Regions from separate parts of the Mus musculus genome. Here region 2 is linked to region 1. A link is a contact called in public Hi-C data. All regions are on one chromosome and are shown on one strand. The core of a region is the stretch at or near the end of the contact, and the rest is flanking DNA. Distances in the headings are between cores, read along the strand shown. Region 1 overlaps Bbs9 (Bardet-Biedl syndrome 9 (human)). Region 2 overlaps Bbs9 (Bardet-Biedl syndrome 9 (human)).

The links. Hi-C and Micro-C count contacts between places; a contact is called where the count stands out from the background.
Region 2: a Hi-C map of Sertoli cells shows a contact between it and region 1, with 3 times the contacts expected there. The contact joins two enhancer-like sites. A contact is called at or near these places in 1 of 15 datasets of contacts at CTCF or cohesin (pro-B cells) and 10 of 484 Hi-C or Micro-C datasets (Sertoli cells, cochlea, cortical neurons and 5 more).

The regions. Positions count from the first base shown.
Region 1 is chr9:22,530,537-22,536,013 of GRCm38.p6, forward strand. The region is part of intron 5 of Bbs9 (Bardet-Biedl syndrome 9 (human)); the gene reads left to right. Among named protein-coding and RNA genes, the nearest start is that of Bbs9, 58 kb to the left of the region's middle. Within about 2 kb of position 2,730, at least 73 of the 459 cell types and tissues checked have an H3K27ac peak or open chromatin away from gene starts, as enhancers often do. A contact at or near this core is called in Sertoli cells, where this site is marked.
Region 2 is chr9:22,707,719-22,713,015 of GRCm38.p6, forward strand. All of the region lies in intron 19 of Bbs9 (Bardet-Biedl syndrome 9 (human)), which reads left to right. Among named protein-coding and RNA genes, the nearest start is that of Gm39309, 95 kb to the right of the region's middle. Within about 2 kb of position 1,508, at least 60 of the 459 cell types and tissues checked have an H3K27ac peak or open chromatin away from gene starts, as enhancers often do. A contact at or near this core is called in Sertoli cells, where this site is marked.

The DNA of each region.
Region 1 (5,477 bases), core at 1,480-3,979:
AGATATATATATATAGTATTGGACAGTTGGGCATGTTGTGTTTCATAGCTACTAAAGCAAGTTAGACGTGTGGAAGTCAGTCCTCTACTCTTGCCAGCAGGTTTTTATTATTTTATTTTATTCTTTATTTTATCTATTCAATCTCTTCTTTTCCTACTTGAAAGTTGCTATGTGTCACACACACATTCATGTATGATTTCAATGGTGATGGGTAGTTTAAGGACACTGCCTGATATGGTTTTTCCTACTGCAGGGCTAAACCTTCAGGCAGATGAGATATTAGATGGAGAGACATAATATTAATAGACTGATGTCAGCAAGACACAGTGTCATAATCTCTCCTTCACTTCCCTTTTCTCTCTTCCTTTCCCCACTTTTGTCCACATGGCCTTATTATGTAGCCCAGGCTTTTCTTGAACTCATGACCTTCCGGCCTCAGCCTAATCAGTGCTGGGGCTATAGCTATATTTAGCCATGTCTACCATTAACTTCATCTCTTTTTTTCTGATGGTTAACTCCTTAGTTCTAAATAATATCATGATGTGTAGATTTTGTGTCTTGATCTAACACAAAGATGAAGTGTGTATGTGTGAGTGTGTGTATGTGTGTGTGAGTGTGTGTGAGTGTGTGAGTGTATGTGTGTGTGTGTACATGTACCATAATGTTCCTGTAGAGGTAAGAGGACAACTTTGGTTGTCAGGTTACAGTAAGTGCTTCAACTTCCTGAACCCTCTCAGCAGCCCACTGATAATCTTGACTGATACCTTGTAAGACTTGCAGCTGATTGACATCCACTCTGGTGTCTGTGACGTTCTTTCCAGATATGATTAGGTTAAGAAGGAAGTCCTACCCTGAATGTAGGTGGCACCGATCAGTGTGTTGGGAACCAGGCTGGAGTCAAAGGGGAAGGAGGAGGAAGCTGCCTCATTGTAGGTTCTGAAACCCTTGGTTCCCTTCTGCCTTTAAACTGTTTTCTCAGGAATCTGTCACAGTACTTCAGGTGTGACTGGTACCTGTTAAAATATCCGTTGTTTGTGCTTTAATAGATTTGGAGTACTGCTGTGTCATTGTGTCAATTCTAGAATGTTTCACTCCCCTGAATAAACTGTCCTCAGTAATAGTAACTACAGTTGCTCTAAGGTGTCTAGTCCTAGGCAACCACTAGTACCCTTCACATCTGTCAACAGTTGCCATAAATAATAACGACGCACTATAGTGCACTCCAGAACTTTATTGTTTTATTTCATGATGTTTTTCACTTATGTGGATGCTCCCTGCATTTATCCAATATCCATTAGCTAGCAGACAGTGTTCTCATCTTTTGACTGCTATGAATGATGCAGGGTCTTGTCATGTAGCCCATGCTGGTCTGGAAACTTCTTTGTGTCCCTAAGCTGGCTTTGAAGAAAAAACATTTAACTACTGTATTGTTTGATTCTGAGACTGACTAAAATTTATAGGTGGCAGCATTGTGTGGTGTTGTCTGAATGACTGATACATAGTTAATGAACCAGGATATCATGTTTGGAAAGAGATCTCTCTGCCCCCTCTCTTCCTCCTCTCTTTCTATGTATGTATATATGTGTATACACACACACACACACACACACATACACATAAACAAATGAAGGTGCTGCTGTTTAAGTATGTCCCATGTGGGAGTGCACGTGTGGGATGCTGAGGCGTCCAGAGGAGGGCGTTGGCTCTGCTGGAGCTGGAGCTTCAGGTGGCTGTAAGGTGCCAGGTGTGGAGCTAACAGTCTGACCGAGTTCTCTTCAAATGCAGTGCACAGTCTTAACCTCTGGCCCTCACTCCAGCATCTGTAATGAGTTCTTACAACCCAATAACAATAAAACAATCAGCTCAAATCTTAAAGATGGGTGGTGCCTTAGAGTTAGTATTGTGAAAAACCACCATGACCAAAAGCAGCTTGGGGAGGAAAGGGCTTAGTAGGCTTACAGATCCCGAGTCACAGTCCACTGAGGGCAGCCCAGGCCTTACAGAGGTGGGAACTGCTGTAGAGCCTCTGAAGAATGCTGCTCAGTGGCTTGCTCAGGCCGCCAGCCCAGGGCTTGTCCACCCACAGTCAGCAGAGACTTCCCACATTAATTACTAATTAAGAAGATGCCCTACAGGTTTGTCCATAGCTAAGTCAGTTGGAGGCATTTTCTCAGTTGAGATTACCTACTCTGAGACGACTCCAGATTGTGTCATGTTGACATTAAAAACTATACAAGACACATAGACAAATATTTGATGCCCTCTTTTGAAGATGTGGTCTCCTAGAGACATGAAAAGATGCTCAGCATTGCCGCACTTCAGGGAAATTAAATTTAAAGCCACCTCAGATAGTTCTGTATACCCAGCAGAAAGCTAAAGAAGAGTGAAGTATCTAGTTCAGTTACCAGCTGACCGCGAGGCTGTGATGGCTTTGTATTGTGTTCTCATGTAGAAAGCTGGGGTATTTCACAAATCTCTCTGACTCTGTAATAGGCTTTGAAAGGTGGGCAAAAGGCCGGAAATGCTCTAGGCAGGCTCTCTATTCTTATGGGTGCTGTCTCCCTCCACCCGTTTACAAGGTGGTAGATTATCCAGTGCTGTGTGAACTGACATATCCGTTCTCAGCATGGTGACCGTGTGCTCAGCCTGATGCCCACATAGCTCTCATAGCTCCCCAGTGCATGCGCAGCCTCTGTAAGGAAGACAGGTTAGAAGCACTTCCTTTAAAGCATGCATAGATGGCAGCACCGAGCTTTTGAGTGCCAGAGTTTTGACTAGTTTATGTTCTGCAGCCTTAGTGAGAGCTCTCAAGCAGAAAGTGGATTTAGCAGTGAAATGAGTGGTCATGATTTAGTTTTCCTCATGTATAGACTCATGGAGGGTTCTTGATTTCATTGGCATGGATTAGAGCCTAAACTTATACATCACTTATTCATGGAATATGGATTTATAGGCAGAAACATACCTCCTACACATTTATTTTCTTAATCTCTTTTGTTTGGTTGGTTTTTTGGGGTGGAGTTTCCCTGTGTAGCCCCATTTGTCCTGGAACTTGCTCTGTAGTACAGGCTGGCCAGGAACTCATACAGATAGATCTGCCTGCTTCTCCCTCCTGAGTGCTGGGTCTAAAGGCGTGCGCCACCACTGCCTGTCAATGCCTGAAACTTTTGTTGCATTTTTAAAAGGCTTATTGTTTTTTAATGTGTGTGTGCCTGTATGAGTGTATGTGTACCACCTTTGTACGGTGCAGTGGAGGCTGGAAGAATGCATTGTTTTCCTTGGGACAAGAGTTACAGGTAGTTGTGAATTGTCTGTGGCTGCCAGAAACCCAGGTCCTTGGTAAGAGCAGTGAATGCTGTTAACTGAGCCACCTATCCAGTCCCGTTGCTGTGGCCTGGATCAGCCTCTGTCTTGCAAGATGACCCAGGTTTGCCTGAATTTGTGGTCCTCCTGCTTTAGCTTCTGGAGTGTGGGCAGTCATTAGAATTGAAATTTTTTTCTTTAATTAAGGATCTTTAGAATATACAGGGTTACTTAAACACTCGTTTTTGTTCTTGCAAACCTTGCTTTTGAAAAGGCCGTTGCTGTGAGAATGTCAGCTGTGATCACGGTGGTGAGAAGATGCTTAATGCTTTCCTTTCAGGAATGTGTTGATGAAATCTAATGTCTCTGTTCTAAAAACAGCCCAGTGTCTCCTGTGTGAGTTGGTTACTTGCTAATTTTCCTAGGTCCACACTTTGTGCTAATTGTTTGGAAGTGATGTGGCTGTCCTTCCTTGTGGTTGGAATCACAGAGGCATCTGTTAGTTCCACCCTCCCACCCTTCCTCCCTCTCCCGCTTTCTTCCCTCTCTTCTCTCCCCCCTTTCTTCCTTCCCTCCCTCCCTCCCTTCCCTCTTTTCTTTCTTTTCAGACAGGTCTCCTGTAGTTCAGGCTGGCCTCAAACTTATTATGTATCTGAGGATGACTCAGATTTTAGAATCCCCTGGTACTCACCCTTGGGAGAATGTGGTATATATTCTGTAGCTATCTGTTGTTTAGAGCCTCACTGCTAAGTCTGGACAGAGATCCACGTGCACAGTGGGTGAGTATTTCTGTACATGATTGTGGAGAAGTTGAAGTGGGTATCCAGATAGTCCAGTCCCACTACCTCTGATGGTGTTCAGGAAATGCTACCCTAAGAGTATTTTAAGCTCAAGGAATTTGAGAAAACAGCAGGAACAAGGAAGGTCTTGGTGCGCTCTTGTAGGCTTTAATCTGACCTTGAAGGTTCTGGACCTCCCTTCAAGCCATTGAGGATGCGCCTATGACAGCGCCTTCCTTGTTGCTATCCGGGCTCAGCCTGTTTGGTGTATCACAGCTCTTCACACTGTTGGCCCTCGCTTCGCCCAGCACAGAAACATGCAGATTAGTTTTTAGTTTAGTGTCCTCAGTGGTTTAATTGTTGCTCTCTCATTTCCTTGTGAAGGCTTCAATGCCATACAAAACCTGAATCTCTGTGTTTTTCTGCTGCTATTATGCCTCTTAGTATTATGCCATACACAATACTGTTAGACCATTTGGGATGTCGGGGGCAGGAGTTGGTCACTGGAGTTCCTCAGGCAGGGGCCTGGCCACTTGCAACCCTTAAGGAGTTACAAAGTTTACAAAGGGAATATCTTCCTTGCCTCGGTGTGAGAGCCAACAGTGAGAGTCACCTTCAGTGTTTTAAGAGTGCCCAAGTATTTGATTGAGAAAAGATCCCAGTAACAAAAAACATTGAGAAAATATCATTCAAGCACATTAAAAGTGGAGAGGGTGGCAGATTTCTGAGTTCCAGGCCAGCCTGGTCTATGGAGTAAGTTCCAGGACAGTCAGGGCTACACAGAAACCCTGTCTTGAAAAAAACCAAAAAAAAAAAAAAAAAAAAAAAAAGTGGAGAGAATTGTGGTCCTCAAAAGAAAGACTAAATATTGTGGAGTTTATTTTATATATATTTCCAATGTTATATATAATTATATATAAAATAAAAATTCAATGAATTCACAGCACTTAAGAGGCAGAGAGGCAGGTGGATCTCTGAGGCTAGCCTGGTCTACAGAGTGAATTGCAGGATAGCCAGTGTAGGTAAAAGGACAAAGGAAAAAAAACAAAAACCGATCCCAACTTGACCTGGAGATCAGGGCTAAAGGAAGAACACCCTGATCTGACTTTACCCTAAACTGAAGACCAGAGTTTGCAACAGAATCAAACCAGGGTCAAGATCAGACCACTCTGGAGAGCTTTGCCTCCTAAGAAATTCTATATAAATCCTGTCTTCTGCTCAGTTCCTTCCTGCTTCACACCTGAGCAGAGGCAGTCCCCTGTCCTGGGTCTTGGCTTGCCATAATTATCTTGTGTGCAGTCGTTTTTTTTTTTGTTTTTTTGTTTTTTTTTTTCCCTCTGAGTCAGGGTTTCTCTGTATAGCCCTGGCTGTCCTGGAACTCACTTTGTAGACCAG
Region 2 (5,297 bases), core at 258-2,757, 180 kb after region 1:
ACAAAATCCCATTATGCAACCGAGTAGCATCACACGTTAAAACGTTCATTTGTTCTGCATTCCATTAAGATTGCACATTTTCCCGAGCATTGGTCCTCCCGGCTTGCTCAAACCTATAATTTGAGCTCACACCATGGTGAAGTCTTAAGTGACCTTTCCCCTAGCTACCTTAATTATTCCCCACCATGTGGGCTGTTTTAGGGGACTGTGACAATGGGTTAACTATGTGCTAGTTAATGAAAATGCCTGCCACTTAGAAAGAAAAATGTGGGCTTGGAGCTTTAATTAAATTATACATCAATAGTGAGATAAAATAATACATTTTTGAGAAAAATGGATTTTAGAAATGTCTCTTTTCCTTTGAAGTCACTAATAATTAAATAAGTTGACGGAAATGGGAGGTTGTTCAAAAGCATCATGTTGTTTCTTTATAAATGTAATAATTTTTTTTAGTTAAATTCGTGTCACCTTATTGTGTAAATATGCTTAGAGTTTGTGATAAATAATGAATACAGGATGCCATTAAACCAGGTTTTAATGGTGATAGTATGATATAAGTTCCTCCCCTTATTTGATTATAAATGTTTATTTTTTTTGCAAAATTATGTCAAGTAAATAATAAACAGCTTTAGGGAATGGAGTCTTACAAACTAGGTTATGTCCCTTAGATGTAGTGGACATTTTGTTTAGCCTGCCTTTACTCAATAACTAGTCTAATCCAGTAACAGTCAAGTTCAGTAGGAATATTACTGATAATTACAGATTTTATGCTCAGTACCAGAGTGTCAGACACACAAAACTTCTCTGATTACCTTTGACTAGTGTAGACTGGTTAATTTATTTCCCAATGCTACATCGAAGAAAATGAGTGTAAGGGCAGGTGGAAGACATAAACAGACACTAAAAATAGTAGATATTTTGAATATGAAGAGGTCTTGGAAATTAGTTAATTCACTTAAAGGAGGAATAGAGAGATGCCTCGAATATATAATGACCTCTTCCAACCTCTCATAGATGAGATGGGATAAGAGCCAGGGTCACAGTGCAGCTTGGTGTGGTTGACAGATTCCAGGGTTCCATGAACCTGGGTTTCTGTGTCTGCACTGTCCATCTTTGTGGCTGTGGGCAGGTTGTTGAAGCTCTGAGGCCCCATCTCTTCCTCTGTAAGCTAGGGTGCCTTTCCCACGCAGGCGCTGATGATTTCCTGTGACCACCGATCCCTAAGCGCTTAGCAAGTAGGGCTGTCCTCTTTGGCAGGGTAGTGACTTTCCCCTAGACACAGAGCTGCTTTGTAAAAGTCATTCACGGAAACAAACAAACAAAACAAAACAAAACAAAACCGGCAAGGCCCTAACACTGAGCTCCTTTGGCCCTGGGTTTTTTGGCCTTGCTGTTGGCCAGGCACCTGACACTTGGGGGTGCTAGCGTGCAGTTGGTGTTTGCCAGCTTGGGTGAGGCCTCGCCTGGGATCTATGCTGAAGCCGCTCAGCGCTTTGTACCTTTGTCCTAAGGCAGAGCAGTCTCCTCACTGTGCTCTGAGGTGCAGCTGGGACAGCCACAGAGTTCTCTCTCTCTCTCTGTAGATGAAATGTTCCACGGAAAGTTTCCTGGTGAAGCCTCTTTTTGAGAGATTTATGCAGATTATAAAGTCAAAAGACGGGGTCATTCCAGACTTTTCTTTCCAGGCCATGAGGCCAAAACAAAATTTAAGCAGGTATTAGTTAAAAATCGAGAAGTATTTTCTCCACCGGGATACTTGCCAAATCTGTGTTGGCAACGTCCAAGGCGGCTGAGGTGAAGTTTTCCTCTGTGTGGAGAGAGTCCAGCCCGGAGCACAGCCCGGGGCTGGTCTGTTGCACAGGTAGTGTGGAGGGTTCTCCACGGTTTTGTGGAATTTGGGGCCGCGTAGATTACTTTTCACCAAGCAAGCTTCATACTGGTTATTGACTGCAGGTGTTTTGGGGTGTTTGGGGGTGTATTGAGCGAGCGATTGAGACCTGAGTGCTGGTCACTGGATAAAGCAGGTATTAGTCACTTGGCTACTTCCCAGTAAACTGCAAAATGACCTGCTTTAATGCAGTTCAGATTAAAACACAACAAGAAGCAGGTGACCTTGACACTTCCTAAGAGTCAGGTTAGGTGTGTCCAGGGATTTACTGCACTGTTGTGGTAACTGAAGGTAGATTTGTTCAGCTTGCTTAGAAGTGCTGAGAAAAATAAATCTATCGCTAAGTGCATTGTACAAAAGAGGAACTGCTAATGTTTAACGATGCCCCCTCTACCTTACCATAATCAATGTGCACAGCCATTCTTTAACACGTGAACAAATGTTTGGTGTGTGCTTGTAAACTCCAACCCTTTTATTACTGTTAACTGACCCTGGAAATATGTAACTGTCTATGAGACCATTTTCCTCAGCTGTAGCAGGATCTAGGCATACTTAGTGATCGTGGAGAACATCAGGGAATGTTCCAGCAGAGTGCAGCAAAAGCCAGTGGTTGCAAAACAAGCTCGTGCCTTTCCTTAGACTGAAGTGTAAGAACACATGGGAATTTCACATTTAAGAAAAATCGATGGAAACCTCAGAGACCTGGAGCGGGCTCCTTGTGTACAGCTGCTGTCAGGATACTCCCTGCCTGTCCCCTGCCTGTCCCCTGCCTGTCCGAGACTCAAGATGCTCTCTGCTTGCCAGCAGCATAGGAAGAAGGAACGTGGCAATGGTGCCATACAGTGTGGAAGCATCAGCATGGCGTATTTTGACATGGACAGAGAATTCTATATCAGAAAATACAGATAACGAGAAAGACATAGCAATTACCCAAATCTTACCACTAAAGCTATATAATTTCAATTTAGTATATAGACATCCAGATTTGTGAATGTGTGCTATTACATATAAAATCTAAGAGTACAGATTCTTTTAAATGAGACCATTTAGTTTATTGTGCTTGGAGTATTTTTCTCATGCGCATGAGTCATATATGAGCTCATGGTGCTCTGTACATATGAGTCATATAAGTCATCTATGAGTGCATGGTGCTCTGTACATATAAGTCATGTATGAGTGCATGGTGCTCTGTACATATAAGTCATGTATGAGTGCATGGTGCTCTGTACATATAAGTCATATAAGTCATGTATGAGTGCATGGTGCTCTGTACATATAAGTCATGTATGAGTGCATGGTGCTCTGTACATATGAGTCATGTATGAACTGATGGTGCTGCAGGTTTAGGAGCTGCTATGCTTTAGGCTGTGCTGCTTTTGGGAAGACGTATGACATACTGCATCACCTCGCCGTGCCGTGCAGGAGATTCATCTCACCCTGTGGTGAGATCTCATCTACAGACCGCTGTAGACTGAAACATGCCACCGAATCAGGCTTCGCCATTGCAGAGCAGCTGACTTTTTCTTGCATTAGTAATTTACTAAGAGAAGCTTTCCTTTCTGTTTTCTGCCAACTTGTTTTTTTAGAGAGAAAGCAAGATATGATAATAGTGTGTGATTTCACAGTGGTGATACTTTATGCTTGGAACTGTAAAATATATTGGTTAAGTAAGAAAATAGGGATTTTATTTTACTCCAACTCATACTTTAAAAAGAATAATTGTTAAAATATGCTACATACATCTTGTGAAATTCTCAAAGAATTAAAAATGTTATATAATATTATTTTTTTATTTATGCTATGATACTTTAAGAAAAGAAGCACATAGGCCCAGAGAGATGGCTTAATGATTTAAGGCACATTTTGCTCTTTTGAGTACCAGCACCCATATTGTCCAGCTTTTAATTAGCCATAACTCCAGCTCTGGGATCCAACACCCTCTTGTGGCCTCTAAGAGAGCTACAAACATATGACAGACTGCACAGACAGACACACGTGTTCATAAGTAACACATGACAGACTGCACAGACAGACACATGTGTTCATAAGTAACACATGACAGACTCTGCACAGACAGACACACGTGTTCATAGGTAACACATGACAGAATCTGCACAGACAGACACATGTGTTCATAAGTAACACATGACAGACTGCACAGACAGACACATGTGTTCATAAGTAACACATGACAGACTGCACAGACAGACACATGTGTTCATAAGTAACACATGACAGACTCTGCACAGACAGACACACGTGTTCATAGGTAACACATGACAGACTGCACAGACAGACACATGTGTTCATAGGTAACACATGACAGACTGCACAGACAGACACATGTGTTCATAGGTAACACATGACAGACTGCACAGACAGACACATGTGTTCATAAGTAACACATGACAGACTCTGCACAGACAGACACATGTGTTCATAGGTAACACATGACAGACTGCACAGACAGACACATGTGTTCATAGGTAACACATGACAGACTGCACAGACAGACACATGTGTTCATAAAAAACACATGACAGACTGCACAGACAGACACATGTGTTCATAGGTAACACATGACAGACTCTGCACAGACAGACACATGTGTTCATAGGTAACACATGACAGACTGCACAGACAGACACATGTGTTCATAGGTAACACATGACAGACTGCACAGACAGACACATGTGTTCATAAAAAACACATGACAGACTGCACAGACAGACACATGTGTTCATAAGTAACACATGACAGACTGCACAGACAGACACATGTGTTCATAAGTAACACATGACAGACTCTGCACAGACAGACACACGTGTTCATAGGTAACACATGACAGACTCTGCACAGACAGACACATGTGTTCATAGGTAACACATGACAGACTGCACAGACAGACACACGTGTTCATAGGTAACACATGACAGACTCTGCACAGACAGGCACACGTGTTCATAGATAATGGAAAATACATTGTAAAGAAAGGAGTCAAAGTACTATATTTGGCAAAAGACAAAAGAGCTGACTATCAGAGAAACTTAATTTTTATAGAACATATAATTAATAGACTCTAACTATTCAATCTGTACAATAGATTATCTGGTTGAAATAAGGCTGGCACAGAAATGCCTAGGAAGAAATCTTACTCAGGATGACCCAGTACGTGACTCTTCATTAGACATGAGTGGCACTTCCTAACCAGCCAGGACAGTGGTCACAGTGAGGGTCTGGAGCCAAGAAGCACAGCCTGTAGGAAGATATAGACAGTTGGATAGATTCCAGAAGCAGCTGGCCAAGGGTTGAAAGCTTTAGCAAGCTTGCTTGGACCACGTGATTGGCAACAAAGGCATGTGTGCACCGGTCCTCCCTCAGTCCAGTGGTCTGCAGGCTGGAGTAGGAG